2 separate regions of the Sparus aurata genome follow, and region 1 is linked to region 2. Evidence: chromatin contacts called from public Hi-C data. All regions are on one chromosome and are shown on one strand. Each heading gives the region's core, a stretch centred on a gene start, on an enhancer-like site or on the middle of the called end of the contact. The rest is flanking DNA. Distances are from core to core; before and after follow the strand shown. Region 1 holds the start of kif25 (kinesin family member 25). Region 2 holds the start of mettl24 (methyltransferase like 24).

What was found. A called contact is a pair of places that touch in the nucleus more often than the background predicts.
Region 1: a contact with region 2 is called in a Hi-C map of skeletal muscle, with 4 times the contacts expected there. The contact joins the promoter of kif25 here to the promoter of mettl24 in region 2. A contact is called at or near these places in 2 of 2 Hi-C or Micro-C datasets (skeletal muscle and an unstated tissue).

What each region holds. Positions count from the first base shown.
Region 1 is chr22:19,561,638-19,567,362 of fSpaAur1.1, forward strand. It overlaps kif25 (kinesin family member 25), which reads right to left and starts at 4,254. Exons shown (of 15, transcript XM_030406073.1): 1 at 3,628-4,254; 2 at 3,448-3,513; 3 at 2,063-2,185; 4 at 1,774-1,915. The coding sequence starts at 3,696. It overlaps ccdc167 (coiled-coil domain containing 167), which reads left to right and starts at 4,419. Exons shown (of 4, transcript XM_030404464.1): 1 at 4,419-4,538; 2 at 4,718-4,812; 3 at 4,950-5,002. The coding sequence starts at 4,488.
Region 2 is chr22:19,420,726-19,426,115 of fSpaAur1.1, forward strand. It overlaps mettl24 (methyltransferase like 24), which reads left to right and starts at 3,067. Exons shown (of 5, transcript XM_030406082.1): 1 at 3,067-3,867. The coding sequence starts at 3,562.

The sequences.
Region 1 (5,725 bases), core at 3,004-5,503, 140 kb after region 2:
TGATGTGTTCAAAGATCAACACTGGCTGCATTAGATGCCGTGTGTCACAGGGTCAGATCTGGTGGGGAATCTAGTGCAGTTATGGGCAAAAAAAAATTATCTGCTGCTCAGTCCATCTTAAAGTAGACAACAGTGGAGTGAAAGGGAGTGAATGAATCGCTGTCTGTGTAACAACAGACTCTGAAGCCAGAAGCATCTGTTCTCTGGTGGATATCTTTGAATCCAGGCCAAGTCTTTAATCCTGGAGCACACATGTACACACCCACCAATCACCTCCATTCACACAGGACAGGCTGAGACGTTCAAGAATAGGCTGGACTGAACACAAATAGAACAGAACTCCGCACGATAACCAGGACTTTTTCCTGTCAATTGAAACTTGAACAATTAATTGTAGCTTTGTGCAAACTGTAATATGGCCAGGTACAAAATATAGATTAAAGGGGATGACAATGTTAAACGTTAAGCAACATACCTTTATAAATGAAGCAGCGTGTTGCTACAGAGATGCCCCAGTCTACAAATCATCTTGCCATGATGTAAGAGAACATGTTTGTTTGGTACAGACCATCTAAACTCAGTATTGTTTTCATATTTTGTTCAGTGAAAAAGGAAATGCATAATTACCATTCCCACTAAAATTGTGACTCATATCGCAATATCTGCCAAAAACACTATGTTTTTTTGCATTTCTTTCAGCAGTTTTTGAAAATACTCTATTAAAATCTCTCTCTAGTGCTCTTATAGTACAAAATGTCAGCCAGCACATAGAACATTAACAGGCTGTGTGGACCTGTAATTTAGTCATTCATGATCTTGTGAACCTTTGTTTAGTAAAATAGAGAAGAAAGAGAATAGCTTGTATTCAGTGCAGGTGTGCAGATGCATGCTTACAACTAACATCAACTATAAAACGGTCAAGAAAAGCCATTTTGTTTGGAGCAGCTTGCAGCATTATGCTCCGGCTTATGTGAGCCAAAGTATTGGACAAGATCAGTTTTCACCAATCATCAGTGAGCAGCTGACTTGCGGGACTGTATAGAACAGGACAGTCAACCTTGGACAGCCTCGGAGGGCGGGGTGAGGGAGAAGAGGGGAGGGCCGTGTGAGAGGATTACCAGTAAACATACTATAATCGAGATAGAGCCAGCATGTCACCTATAAACCACTTAGGGAGGAAAGAGACACCTAGACGGTGAATGAGTAAGCAGAAATGAGAAGTTAATAGTAGTGAGAGGAAGAAAATGTGAGATCAGAAGATCTCGTTTAACAACATCACCAGAGACCATTCAATTAACATGAAAATAAATAATATCTAGACTGGTTTACAACACGCTGCATCACCTGAGTAGACTGAGAAGAGTACAAAAGCAATTAGTGAATTTGGAGCTTGTAAATAGACATAAATAATATTGGCTCATTATTTGAATTGTTTGACCGAAATCCTCTCAGGAAGACTCTGCTGTGAAGTCCAATCCAGTGAACCCTCAGCAGTCAAGTGACATCAAAAGCAAACACCCAAAGTGTCCTGTGATCCAGTGTTTGGCCCCTTTAAATTGCAATCTACCACAGGTCAATGATCAGGACAGAGTGGAAGTTCCTTAAGATGCTACTCTTCTAATAGCTTCCTGCTCAGCTCCACTCACTGCACCCAGAGTTCCACAATGATGCTCCAAACTCCAAACAATCAACCTAAATATTTCCTCCAGAAGCCCGATCTTAGGATGACGTCAAAGATGCTTCATCTACGGTGCCACACACTCAGATACTCACTCTGGACCTCGTCTGCACGGTGACCGTTCAGAGAACAGCTGGCTTGTTCCACTTTCTTCAGTAGCTGCTTGCTCTGCTCCTCCAGCTCAGTGGCGAAACTCAAATACACGGCAAAAACCTCACTCAAGTCCTGCTTCACGGCCTGCCACCAACACACAGAGAGCACAAGTTAATTGTTTACGGCTGCGCTTAATTTCCTTTCTTGACTTTGGATGTTGTTCATTGAAACATCTCAGCAAAACAGACGGAAAGACAATTCACGACCTTCAGTGTGCACACACGCTCATACCTGGACCTCGTGAAGGAGTTTGGTGAGGGCTGATCGGGTGATCCTCTGTGCATTCTTCTGGTGCTGATGGTGGTTCAGGTCCTTGGGCTCCTCTTCCAGGTCTCGGCGGAGTTTCCCCAGACACTAGAAAGGAAAGAACATAAATCACACTTATTCTGTGCAGCTCGGCCACTTCATTCATACTTCTTTATGCAAAGCTACAGTACGACTAACAGCTGAAATATATTGTATTATGTGATGCTTAATTGTGAAACTGAATTTTAAAACAACACATGATTGTTCTTGAGGCTGTTCTTTTCTGTCCACTCTTTCATTTCATTCCAGCCCATTGACCATTTTGTTAGGAGACTAGATGTTCAATTTGTGAGTTATGTCCGTTGCTAAGAATTGAAATACTCATATTACATTAAAAAGTCACCAGAAATTTGTCAGGCTGTTTAAGCATTGAGAATAAACATGAATCAAACTGACAGTCTACTGAAGACTTGTGTCTTGGAGGAAATATGCGAAATGAAGGAAGTAGGTAGAATTAGCAGCCTAAACATCTGTTGGCATCAACATAAACCATCTGTATTTGGATCTTGGGCAGCGACATTTAGACATTTAGTTTACCGTCAAAGTAGAATAAGGAAACCAGAAAATGCACATATTTAAGAAGCTAAAATCAGAGTTATCAAGTTATTCTTCTTCAAAAGATCATCTGACACCGATATACCAATTATGGAAAAATAGTTGGAGAGCTATTTGAAAGCCGTAAAAAATATTATACGATATACAGTGCCTTTTGGATACACATTCCGAGTACAATTAAAATCACAAGATCCAGTTTCCAGAGAGGTTTAGAAACCGGCTGACTTTAAATATGCACCATGTAGTTTTGGGGAATATATTTGAATCTGTAGAGAAAGATCTTTTTGTGCCTAAACAAACTAAATGCAGAAATTGGCTTTGTTTTCATGACTGAAATAATGAACGAACAGACTGATCTTAAAGGACAACACAATTTCAATGTGGCGGACCCTGCCACCTTTTCTAGATTCTAACAGTGTTATGGGGACCTTATTGTCCTCTGAGAGCAGCTTGTTCAACCAGTTGTGGGGAAAATAAATATTCCTGAGTTTGTATTATTACCTCATTAATACTGTAAATATTAGTGTTTGAATTGGTTCTCTTAAACTACACAGTGCCCCTTTAACACAAGTGTCTACAACACACAAAAACACACACATGGCACATTCATATAAAAACAGCCGTTCACAAAAAACAGACAACTCAGGAGAAATAAGGAATAAATATAAAAGACTTAAGCTCATCCAGAATAGATAATTATCAGGGAGGCCTACAGGTTTAAGCCTGTCAGAAATGAATGGCAGACATCTTCTTACCTCTGCAAGCCTTAAATGTAGAATAGCATTCTCAGTCTCCAGTTCCAGTATTCGCTCCTCTTTGCTCTGAAAACACAGTTGAATATATAATATATAAATGACATCTAAAAATAGAGTGTCAAGACTTATTTGGAGTCTGGACAACTTTTACTAAACAAATCCAACACTTCACTGACTCACCCTCAGCTTGTGCTCCAGCAGGTGGACCTGATGTGCGAATATCTGATCCCTGTTTATAAAAAGAGGCATTTTTTTGTCTTCTCTCAAATAAAAGACGCTGTCAGAGAGGAGAATGGACAGCCTCGTCCCTTTTCCCTTCTCAGCTGATCACGTCCTGTCCCTCTTAGGTCACATAATCCGATTACCAGCGGTCAACAACAGCTCTCTGGACTCTGGCTCACCTGTCTGCTGCAGAGAGGAGGATGACAGCTTCAGTCCGGGAGACACAACAGCCGAGCTAATAGCAATAGTTCATACTTAAGCTAACATCACATTAGCATGTATGAAAATGATGTGATAATGTAGGATAAAATTCTTGACTCTTAAAAAAAACGACTGAATTTTACAAAAGTTATGGCATGAGGGATTTTATATCTGTAATATAAATTAAATAAATAGCCAATTTTTTAAAAGCAGGTATTTTAAATGGTATTTTAAAAGTAGGCTAACACAGGTGCTAATTAATGACTCCAGGTGCAGCTAGCTAGCTCAAGTGATAGTAAAAAAACATTTCTTTTAAAGTAAGAAAGCAGGTTACTCGGCGTATTTAACGTTTCAAAAGAGACAGGGTCAAGAGAGAGAGACAATTTTTTAAATTTAATTTAATTTAAAAAAAAATGTTTTTGTCGATTTTTATCCATGTATTCTCCTGCCAATCTACTGCGCCACACTCCAGCCCAGTAGGTGGCGCTACTGCGCCTGTAAGCTTGTATGCCACAACAGTCGTTAAAGCCCAACGAATAATATCACGAAGAAGAAAATCACTTCCGCATAGTCGCAGTTTATCCAGCTCATCCAGGCTGTCATCAGCAGGTCACAAAATGGCTAAATTAAAGGATAAAAGACGGGAGAAAGTCAGTGTCGCCACTGAGGTGAGGCTTTTTAGAGCGTTGGCTTTTGCTGTCCAGCTAACGTCAGCTAGAAGGTTAGCTTTAGCTTGCGCTTGCTAATGCTACACACGTTTCATTCATTCATGTCTAGTTAACTGTCTCTGTTAATGTTGCGCTATCCAGCTAAACTTCCTGTTGCATCCTGCTTATAAATGTTGCAGATTGACCGTTTGGAGGAGCGGAAGGCGCTTTGTAAAGACAACCTGGAAAGGGCAGAGTTCAAGAGCAGAAAAGAGAAGCTCTCTGACAAGGAAAGGTAAGAATGATGAAGATGGAAATGGTGATGGAGACCGTGACAGTTAAAATCACCACTTTATGTCAGCACCTCACTAGCTTGTTAAGAAACCTAATAAATTACTTTCTTGTTGATTAATATTGCTGCTTGGTCCACAGGCAGGAACTGGAAGATGAAATGTCAATCATGAACGAGAGGGTGCAAAAGTTGGGTAAGCTTGCACGGATCAAATATCACTGTGGGGATGGTTCACTGTCCGCATGTCATTTTAATTTTATTATCATTATACAGGAAAAGTAGCTCTTCCCATGTTAAAATGTATGACAGGCTCTGGACTGTTCTGCAGCACCAAATTGCAAAGAATTGCATTACAAGACAAACTAAAAACAGAAATAAACAACACAACGACAAACAGACCACTGCTTTGCATGGGTGCGTTGCTCTGGTGTGTTGTAATGAGTGAAATGACTACATTTACCATTCATGTAGCCACAAATACATATTTGATAAACAACGTTTAATGGTGCACTATGTTGTTTTGGTGGATACATTTTAATCAGAAGAGAAAGATCATCATTGACTGATTTTTTTGTTTTGTTATACCTAAACAAACTAAATAAACAAACTGACCTCAAGGTACAACACATCTTCATACTGTTTACTTTGTTTATATAAGGCGGGCCCTGCCACCTTTCTAGCTTCAAGTGTTTTGGGGACCTTATTTTCCTCAAAGAGCAGCTTGTTTATTCAGTTATGGAAAGAAAATGAATATATCTAAACATCCCACCCAAACTCCATAGTGCCTCTTTAAAATCGGGAAAGATTCTTAAGTCATAGAAGTGATTTTGAGTTGACTTGAAAAGTCACAGAAACCGCATGAAAGTTTCTATCAGAGCCATGATGGAAACCCTGATACATATTTTGATAGTCCTAT
Region 2 (5,390 bases), core at 1,817-4,316:
TCGGTGTTAATTATCAAGTTGCTCTGCCTCACTCTTTTATTCCCAGGAGGCTCAATTTACTCTTTGTCCTCAGCCTCCAACACCTTTTTTTTTTTTAGTTCAGTCTGGTTATATCACAGGGAAGGTTTTTTTTTTTTCCCTAGCACTATGATTTGATGTCATCCAAATCAAACAGTGGCTCATTTCAAAGCAGCACACTGCTGATGGTAGCGGCTAATGTATGTCTCTGTTTGACCTCTGCGTTGTTACAACTTATTGACTGTTTCCATGAATAACTGATTTAGTCTATATAAGTGTAGGAAAATAAAATGAAATTCAAGTAAAGTCTTCAGATTGCTTCTTTTGCCAAACAAATAGTCAAAAATCCCCCAAATTCCTCATTAACTATCAAAAATCAGGGGTTAAAAAAAGTGGAACTCACAAATGTTGCTTGTAAAACGACCCAAAACAAACTAATTAATCGATCGTCGGAACAGTCGGCTATTTGTTTTCTTTCAGTCGACCAGTTGCTGCAGCTCTACAGCTTGAACAAGGAGGAGCCAAGCGGATCAAGTGAACAAGACCTGTTCTCTCTGGAACTCATTTTGGACCGAGGAGAGAAGAAGAAGAAGAAAAAACAGCCCGCCGGACACGAATGCATTCCATGTGGCGGTGGATTCGGGCCAAATCCTGACAAATCATTACAGTATGTGTAATACAGTCAACGGAAAGAAAAAAATCTTCTGTGTTCAATTGGAAAAAACCACAACAGAGACATTTTTCTTCTTCTTCTTCTTCTTCTTGCATGTGATACACAACATGTGTCTTAAAATGTGAGTCACTTTGCTCATGTTGCGAGAAGAATATTTGTGTGGAGGCTCAGCAGAAACAGGTCGCCCTTCAAGCACATGTTGCCACGCACTGCACCGTAAAGACATTCCCTAACATACCGTTGCTCCGCTTCATTTTTACATAAATCTGAGTTCACTCTTTCTGGATCCTCACGTTGCTTCCAGTACCAACGCCGGTTGTGACCTACATCCCATCGGGCTTACACACACACTCACCTCATAATGTGATCTGTTCCAGATGGAGGCAATCAGAGTTCATCACTGACCACAGGATGGCAGTAGAGATCGTCTCCATGAGTGGCATCTATCTCATTATAGCTCGAAGCACTTAACTTCTGCTTGTGTTAACCACATCAAGGTAATTCATACATTGCCAAGAGTGATTTATAATAAATGAAAACTACATGTATTTTACACATGCTACCAAATTGATTCCTAGGTCTTCTGAAATTTAGATTACTGTACAAGGAAATCTCCACAAATCTGTTGAGATGAAGGGATTAAAAAAAAAAAAAAAAAAATATATATATATATATATATATATATATATATATATATATATATATATATACACACAAAATAAAAATAAATATACATCCCCATGGCAACAAGGCCTACCAATGAATGATAATCTATAAATGTGACCACCGGTGCATACAGGTGACAGGGATCCAGTTGTAGACAGAACTAAGCAGACTGGTTCAGTTTATTTATTCATTTATTTACAAGAATGCTTTAAATGTGTTTTTTTTTTGTTTTGTTTTTTAGTTTTTAGTTTTTTTTTGTGGCTTCTTCTTGAGTACAAATCATGATCCTGGAACAACGTTAATTTCGATGTTCCAGGAACGAGACACCAACGCAGCGACATCAGACCGGCCCGTGGGACTATGACAACTAAATCACACACAAATCTTTCATGCAACGCAATTTGACAGATCGAATCGTTACTGTTGTCATTTAGCAATATGTTATTTTTCTTCTTCATATAAAGCTTTGTGCATCTTACACAAGGCATAAGCTACTTGAATGCATCCAAACCAAGCAAAGCCATTGTGTGAAGGGTTATATGACAGTTTGATAATGTCCATAGTGTATACTTTTGAATATATTTCACCCTGTCACTGTCTCTCCAAAGAAATGTCAGATTCAAAAATGCATGAATGTTTTAAATGTTATTGTCTTCTGCAAGCAAAATGATTAGGAAACTGATCAGAATCAAAGACTTAGGTCTACAACTCCAGCTCTCATGACTAGAGAAGCAGGGGAAGTCTTATTTCTACCTCACAGAGGGCAGTAGAGAGCTTCTTACGCGCCGATATCTGAGCCCGAAAGATTGTCATTGATCCCGAGCAGCAGAACGAAGGCAGCCTTATCGTTATCCTGCATTTATTTAGCCGTGTCAGGACGCTTTGTGAAGCCAGGCAAATCCCGCTTTCCAATCCAAGTGAAACTGTTGCAAGCAGCCCCCTTTTTTTTCTCCAATCCCCCCACCCACCCACCAAAAAAAAAATAATCCGCTTTGGCAGGCCTGATCAATGATGTCTTCTCTCTCTCGGCCTGAAAATATCAATAAACATATTTAATAAACAGGCGCACAAGGAGAGTGGGGGGCTCTGATTGTTCATTTGCGCACAAACAACAGCAGATTTGGACGTCTTTGGAGGAAAATCAATGATTAAGTTAACTTGAGGAGACAGTGAGGCCATTGTTGGATCACAAATTAATCACTTTTTAGAGTCACTGCCAAGAGGAATAAATCATAGAAGTTAGTTTCAGTAAGTTGCCAGAGATTTAGAGAACTGGCTGATCGGGGCCAATAACAGGAACAGAGACTTGAGGAACCCCCTGATAGGCTCTGAGAGTAATGATCAAACAGTCTCTTATAGATGACTGTAAGATAAAACGTCTACAAGCTGATCCTTGTAATAAAACATCAATGACAGCATGAATGTGGGCAATATTTCCCACTCTGCAGATCCAGGCTCAGCTGTCAGGTTCGCCGAGAGAGCCAGCTTGTCTCGCAGATGCTGAGAGGGGACCTGCATGGGCCCGCAGCGCAGACCCTGCCCACATCTAGAGTTACAGAGAAACCCGAGAGTCTGCGGGGCGGGAGAGGTAAACCCTTAGGGAGAGGCGAGAGAGCAACAGAGGGTGTGTGTTTGTGTGTGTGTGTGTGTGTGTGTGTGTGTGTGTGTGTGTGTGTGTGTGTGTGTGTGTGTGTGTGTGTGTGTGTGCGTGTGTGTGTGTGTGATCTGAGCCTGATGCACAGAAAAGAAAGAGAGCAAATTAAAGGGGCGTGTGTGTTTTGGGAGACTTGAGAGAGGAGCGTGAGGAGGGAGTATCCTGAAGTTTTTCAAAGAGGGGCGGCACACATTGTAATTGTGAAACTGTTCGCAAGAGCCCCAGTGACACACTCGCAAAACCATCCGGAGGGTTTGAGGTGCAGGCGCGCACATGCGGGTCCGGTTTGTGAACTTGACATGCTTGTGGTTCATTAACTTGAGGCATGCCGGCCTGACTGGTGTTGGACTTCGGACCTGAGGGGAATGAGGAGAAGAGAAGAGAAGAGAAGAAAAGAGAAGAGAAGAGAAGAGAAGAGAAGAGAAGAGAAGTCTTTGAGGAGGAGGAGGAGGACAAGAATGGGATAGAAGAGGCAAAGGGCAAAGCAGCAGTTCTCACAGCAGCTGAGATGATGGACTGAGGCTGGACAAGGGGGGGGACAAACTAGCCGATGCACATGGGCAAAGAGCGACTCACCCGGGGACTGCTGCTGCGTGTGGGCGTCCTCCTCACCGCCGTGTGTGTGTGCGTTCACGTCTACCTGGAGACGGCGCGGCGGGGAGCACCTGCGGCCCTGACACTGGGACGTCCCACCCAGCCCGGCAGAACCAAACAGGTCTCTGCAGCAGAGGCAGGGGAGCAGGACAGGAGCGTTAAGAGGAGAATCTCTTATGTTCGAACACTAAAGAAAGAAGCCAGGAAGAGGGATGAAGACCCCTCCTCGCCCTGCTGCCTGCCTCGCCGCCCGCACAGAAAGGTACGTTTGATATTCCCAGAACTTCTCGCTCCCTTAATTGCTGCGATTAGTGTAGTCTTGTAAGTTTTTTTTGTTTTTTTTTTATCTGATCCCGAGTCAGTGCGGCGGGGAAGACAGGCAGAGCGGCTCAATGAGGGAGCTTTCACTCCATCTTCTGTGAGTCACTGGCTTAAAGCTCGGTAATCCCAGGAGAGCGATGAAGGGAGAACAGGCAGCGAAATCAATGAGCCATCAATAAACGTCTGGGAAAGAAAAGTCGCAGAAAGAGGGAGTTTGTCACGGCGGTCGCAAAAAGCGCCTGCGTTTATTTCCCTTCATGATAAATATGTTTGATCTAAGCAGGTGTAGGTTTCACCCGAACTGCAAACCACGCTCACATACGCTCCCCCGACTCTGGCTGTGTTGTATCGAATCTATACAAAGTCAACTAACTCTGACAAAGGAAGCATTCATTCAAAGGACGCAGTGTGTGTGTGTGTGTGTGTGTGTATCGGAGCAAACACAGCTATTCACACACATGCACACACTCCAGAGGCTTGACCCCTTGACCCGTGGAAGGGTGTGTTCGAGCGGCCGGCTTAACAAACTCCCACTTCCCCTCTTTCTGTGCCTCCTCCCCTTTTTATTTCCGTCGCTATTTCGATTCACCTCCGCTCTTTGCTTTGTCGTTTGATCTCACCACCCGTCATCAATCACCCGTCCGTCACCCCTTTTGTTCCCTTCCGACAGACGCGCAACAAATCTCCTTTCGTCTCTCCCAGTCACCCCTTTTTTAGTCCTCCCCTCTGCTGAGCTTCTTCCTTCGTTCGCTTTTGTCTTTTAAATCTTTAACGAGCTGAACCGACTACAGGCTGAGGAGCGACAACGCTGAAATGGCTTGAAAATCACCGCAGGGCTTATCGTGCCACGCGGGAGAGACGGGCACTCGCGCGCCCATCAATTTTACATGCCGGCCATATGCACGATCTCCATAGCTCCTTAACACAAAGATTTGTCACATGCGATGCCCTGGAGGGGCCCTGGTGAAGATTCTGTGTCATATGCTCCCGCCGTTTAACTCCTCTCCTTAACACCTCTTCCCGCCTTTTATCTCGCTCTGGGTTCTCATCTCCGAGATCCCTGTTGCTCTGTCATGTTGCCTTGTACCCGAGTTCTTCGCACTCTCATCCTCCCTCGTGCTTTTTCATCGCTCCTGTCTGTCTCAATTTAAAAACTTCAGTGTCGCCTCCCACTTCTAACCCATATTTTCTTTTACTCCCCCCCCCTCCTCCTCGCTTTCACTTTTCCGCTCGCTGTGCATATTCAGTGCATCGCAGATGAAATAATGGGCTGGAAGGCAGGACTGCTGCTCTGCTAGGAAGATGACAAGGACGCCTCCAGTGACCGTGGATGAATAGCAATGGAGGGGCTTGAGTGTCAGTTCCAATAGAAGCTCAGTCATTAGTGGCCGAGTTCGATTTCTTTTTATCCTCTTCCTGTTTTTCCTCAAATGCTTCCAGTGCAGCTTTGTACAGTGTTCGCAC